Linked DNA regions of Clupea harengus: region 1 is linked to region 2. The links are chromatin contacts, called in public Hi-C maps. All regions are on one chromosome and are shown on one strand. Each heading gives the region's core, a stretch centred on a gene start, on an enhancer-like site or on the middle of the called end of the contact. The rest is flanking DNA. Distances are from core to core; before and after follow the strand shown.

What was found. Hi-C and Micro-C count contacts between places; a contact is called where the count stands out from the background.
Region 1: a contact with region 2 is called in a Hi-C map of muscle, with 2.3 times the contacts expected there. The contact joins the enhancer-like site here to the promoter of LOC116219628 in region 2. A contact is called at or near these places in 2 of 2 Hi-C or Micro-C datasets (head and muscle).

The regions. Positions count from the first base shown.
Region 1 is chr25:1,827,734-1,830,433 of Ch_v2.0.2, forward strand. It overlaps LOC105903819, which reads left to right. Exons shown (of 10, transcript XM_031563205.2): 10 at 1-1,067. The coding sequence ends at 756. Among protein-coding and RNA genes, the nearest start is that of LOC105903819, 16 kb to the left of the region's middle. Within about 2 kb of position 1,253, the one cell type or tissue checked has open chromatin away from gene starts, as enhancers often do.
Region 2 is chr25:1,753,047-1,755,746 of Ch_v2.0.2, forward strand. It overlaps LOC116219628 (zinc finger and SCAN domain-containing protein 2-like), which reads left to right and starts at 1,339. Exons shown (of 7, transcript XM_031563250.2): 1 at 1,339-1,677. The coding sequence starts at 1,405. It overlaps theg (theg spermatid protein), which reads right to left and starts at 1,273. Exons shown (of 8, transcript XM_031563251.2): 1 at 983-1,273.

The DNA.
Region 1 (2,700 bases), core at 3-2,502, 75 kb after region 2:
GTACCAGACGAACTCCTCGCTCAGTCAATATATATTCTTTTTGAAAGTCTGAACACCTTTAAAGCCCACGCTATACAATGCCACGGCATAAGCCGTTTTCGCAATCTCTGTGTGGACTGTGGCAAGTTCATTACCATGGTGAACACAGTTGCGGGTGGACCCCCGCACATCTGCGAGCACAAGGCCAAGCCCATCGTCTGCCCAAGCTGTGGCAAAAGGTTTGCCACTAAGATCGGGCTCCAGGCGCACATCAGCCGAATCCACAATGAGAAGTACTTGCTCTCCTGCCGCTACTGCCTCAAGGCTTTTAAATCCCATCATGCCAAGCAGAAGCACGAGGAGAGTCACGTACAAGAGCTGCTGAGGTACCACTGCCCCGACTGCCCAATGCGATTCCCAGACCGCCCCAGTTGGTGCGCTCACAGGAAGAGCCACTGGCCCAATGGAAATAGCATCTGTGAGGTCTGTAATAAGAGCTTCCCCCATGTCGCTAAGCTCATTAGACACAAGTTGGTCCACACGGGACAGAGGCCCTACAGCTGCAAGCAGTGCGACCGCTCCTTCAACCAGCCAGGGCACCTCAAGTCCCACATGCGCGTCCACACAGGGGAGAAACCCTTCAAGTGCCAGGACTGTGGGCAGTGCTTCAACCACAACGTCAGCCTCAAGAACCACATGCAGCGTCACCATGAACCAGGAGCTGAGGGGAAGAAAGGCAAAGTTAGGTTGAGGAAAAAAAAGCAAAAAAACTGTTGAGATTTACTGACCCCCCCCCCCTCCCTATGATAGTTGAGGACACTACAGAGGTGTTGAAGGAAAGACTAGCCAATTTGTTCTGATTTGCACACCTGCTCCAGATGTTCCAGGGAAAAAGAGATGCTGTACGAAGATGAGGAGAAACTCTGTGAAGGTTGGCAGTCCAAGATGACCATGCCAGTACAAGGTGTTCAGAAAAGATGGCTGGCAGAAAAGGTCAGAGGGAGACCACTGTTAGAAAGTTATCATGAAATATTTTCTTGTTTTGTATTCACAATTTTTCAGTAAAATAAATGTTTTCTAATGTTTAACACAATGCCTTGAACTCTTAATCAGCTGAACTCGACATGTGACTTTTACACTACAGCCATTAACACACCATTACACGGTTGGTTTCCAGGCATCAGTGAAAGGTCTTGTGGTTTGTCCTACACCACTACTGAGTGTGAGGCCTTGATGTTCCCAGCTGCACCAATGGAGTATGTTGATACGTCATCTGTAAGCCACGTGTGAGGGCAAGCCATCTGATTGGCTGATCTCATTCAGCATGGCTGTATGATGACTGGATAGTTACAGCACTGGTTCACGTTAGAAAGTGTAAGACAGAAACGTTTGCATTAAGACATGTATTCATTTGGAGTGTGTGATCAACCACTTACTATTTATTTATTGATGGGTGGATGTACTGTATATGTAACACTTGTTTACATACAATCTAAGATCTGGGCCATCAGAAGATTCTAGATGCTTTTCAGGTGCGCAGTCAATCACAAGAAACAGGGTTTGATAACTTTCAGATTTTAGTGGTAAATAATTATTTACAAGGCTCAACATTTAAAAAATGTAAAATAAAAACATGCATCAAAATATCTCGATATCAAAACCTTAAATCAACTCAAACTCTTTATGAATTCCTATTTACTCTATTATAATCTTATTAATCTCTTATCTTTTATATAATCTTTTATAATCTATTTTCTTCTTATTTGTTCTATTTTATAATCTATTTGCTTCTTATTTGTTCTATTTTATTTCTTTACAACAGTTAAATGTAGTTATCTTTAATATAAATGATATATATGTATAAGTATTTAATAAATAGTTAATAAATAAATAATTTAATTATCTAATAAAGTTTTATCTAATTTAAATTCTCAAGCAAATCTTAACCTTAGTTCTTAACTTTATCAAATTCACATAACCCAACACAATTGTACAGGCAATTAAATATGTTCAAAGTATCAGTGTGTTCATTCAGTGTCTTCTTTAAATAAAAAGAACATGTAAAGTCTTACGTATCCGTGGAACTTCAGCTATCAAGCTATCAAACAGTTCTCAGTCAGTTGGACTGGATGTGGTGTGGGATCCGTATTTTTCTGTTGTTCGGTGGGAGGCTCGCCATTTAGTTGTCGTCGTTGTTTTCAAGGAGTATTTAGTCAGTCCGTCAATATTCACTGTAGATGATTCCACAATGACAATCTTCATTTCGATCTTCAAAGTTTTCAAACAAACATCTTTGTCCAGCAGGTCCGCTGTAGCTCGGTGTAGCTAGCTGGCTAGGCTACAAGTTAGCACTCAACTAGCACAAATCGCGTATTTTCAAACTGTACAACTGTACCTTTTCTATCAAACTCGTGTAAAACACTTTAACTTTAAAATATCATCGAATAATTCAATTTTGTTTAATTAATTGGGTCAGTAAAGACGTTGAATTTTTAAAAGGTTGTCACTGTGAATTTTTAAACCGCCTTCTTTTTAATCTCAACGTCTTCTCTCTATATAAAGATGATTCTGATATTCAAAGTAAAAGTTGCGCGTGCTCTTCAGCACGCACTACGTCCTGTAGAGGGCGCTCCAACATTACATTTTATTTCATTCATTACACATCATTCATTAAAAAGCTATGTTAAATTCCTAAGGTACTAATAAATACATAACTAATCA
Region 2 (2,700 bases), core at 89-2,588:
CGTTGTCAGATTGCATTGCTGGTTGTGACCGAACTTTAACGTTACAGCTTGACTGTGTATTAACTTAAAATACAAACATACAAAAGGAAGTGACATGAAGTTAAAAAGAAGAAGTGACATGAAGTTAACTTTCGACTCTTTCGACAGAAACATCCTGTTGACGCGTACATTCTCGAACTTATTCAGGGTCTGACTGGTTCAAAACGGTAGCTATGGGAGCACCGCTGTTCCAAAGTACACGCTCAACAGTTGCTATGGTAGCTCCAAACTTTACTTTCCACGGAGGAGCAGTGGCTCATTAGCATTTAAAGGAACAGGGATTCAAAACAGGTAGCTCTGAACAGGGCTGTTTTAGACAGGAAGGGAATGGTGTTGTTTTGCTTGAAACTTTTTGACCCAAGTATGTTTTCGATACAGATATTTCAATCACGGTGCTATGAATTGCTGACAGCTAGCGAGCTGTTGGTGGAGGAGGAAGTGTTTTTGTTCGTGACTATAAAGGAAGGTAACACTGTATGTGTGCTTCCTAGGGATCTCATAATGTAGAAAGAGTAGGGCTTAAATTCATTTTCGGTAAAGTACCTAAAAGTTTCTGCCCAACTTTACTGGTGTGCTCAGTGCCAGTAACACAGGCAAGTTTTCTCAACCTAATTTTAAACGAAGAAGTAATACCAGTTAGAACTCGTATTTATCTTAATTAACTCCAACGGTTACACTTCAGCTGTAGGCAGTTATCCTAGGTAGGCTAGCTATCCATACGTATGTTCAAATGGGATGGGAGGTATAGACAAAGTCCTTTATAACGTTTATAGCCTAGTGAAAAGTTGTTATTTTTCATTCTTTCAACAGCATTAACAGTAGCGTTTAAAATCTGTGGATAGCTGTTCAATTATTTCTGGGTCCAATAACGTCTCTGCTATCCCAAAGCCTGGTCTGTAGGACCATGAAATGCATTTTTGCTTTGCTAATAATATTAGCCTACCTGCAAACCGCCTGTCAAACGCTGTCGCCTTTGGGTCAGCTCAGGAATCCATCTGTTGCTGTAGCAACATCTGACGCGGTATCAAAGTTGCATGCCTGCATCCTATAACGTCACTGGACAATTTATATATTAAGTTTCCTCAATGTAAAGATGGCCTTTTATGCTTCCCCCTTTCTTTTATCGTGTCATATAGCTTTTTGTTCATGTAAACGGTCTGCAAAGTAACAAAAAAGCCAACCAGAGGGAGTAACTCACTCCCACAGAAACCTATTTTCTCAGCTGCCTGAAAGGCTTGGAATTCAAGCCCCTTTCCTTTGTGTAAAAGATGACGCAATCTCGTAACACAATCCTGGCAGCATACTTGGCACGCCCTCACACAGCAACTACTGTACGCCGGGGAGAGGTTGTTTAGCTTTGTAGCCATGTCGAGGAGACGCTGTGTTTTGCGTTGTGAGGGGAAATCTCCTTTGTATGCTCTGCCAAAGGTAGAACAACAGAGAAGTCAGTGGTTGAACTTCGTTTTTACTAATGTTCCCTCCACTGTTCCGAACATTTTACTGTGTGTCCGGCACTTCACGGAGGACTGCTTCAAAAACCGTGCGCAGTTCGATGCTGGATTTTCACAGCTCTTACTCCTAAAGGACGGGGCAATTCCAACTTTGTGTGGCCCAAGTGGAGCTTCAGGCTCACAACCTGTAAGTATAAGCATTCATATTTGTGGATGTGCGATATTTAAAATAAACAAGCTAGCTACTACCAGTGTGGAGTTGGCTGTAGCTAAGCCGTAGACCCAATGCTCAGCTGTAAGCTTCGTTGATAACTTGCCAACTAATGTTATTGTTATGATGGTTTTGCTCATCAACTGCAGGACCACTTTTAACGATGTTTTTTTCGATTACTAGATGTTGAACAGTGTTCAAGTGTGGATGTAGATTTATGATTACAAGCTGTAATGTTACAGTCGCAACCCAAAGTAGGCTTCTGCTAACCGGATAGCTAAGTTTCTAAAAAAAAAAACGGTATATTTAATTTACTCATGTATTATTTCGAGTCCTGCCTGCCTGATGACTGCCTGTCTGTTCGCGGGATCGGCTTTGAAACTCCCCGGACATTACAATGGCTTCTAAGGCGAAGTACCCTAGATAGCCAGCACAATTGGCCTGATTTTTGATGAGTGTTAGCATTATCGCCTAAGGTCCGTTTCGGCAGAAGTACTGTGGCTCTTGAATGAGCCAAGTCCGACATGCTGTAGTAGGACTGAAGCTTAATTTATGGTTAGTACATTGCTTTTTACTCGGCCCGATAGTTGTTTAGTCTGCTACTGACGGCGTCAGACGCAAGATGTATTAAAGTGTGTGACTCGACGCTCATGGGGCTGACATTTATCATGTCATTGCTCTTTGGCATCAGTAATACAATATTATGCGACAGACGGACACAATACCATACAAGTCCCATTTCTGTAAAGTGACTGTCGTCCTGCTACCTATGGAAAAGCCATAGACCGACTGTCATCAGCAATATGAAGCCAGGACGCCGTGTAAAGGTCTCCTTTGGACACCATCTGGTAAGTGACTGACACTTGTGAGATTTTACTTGTGTTTCATCAATGTAAATTATAAGTGTACATTTCTAAATCACAGAAATATCCCAAACAATCAACCAGCATATCATTCATTGATAATTATACCTTGGATTCTCCAACAAGTCAAGTTACA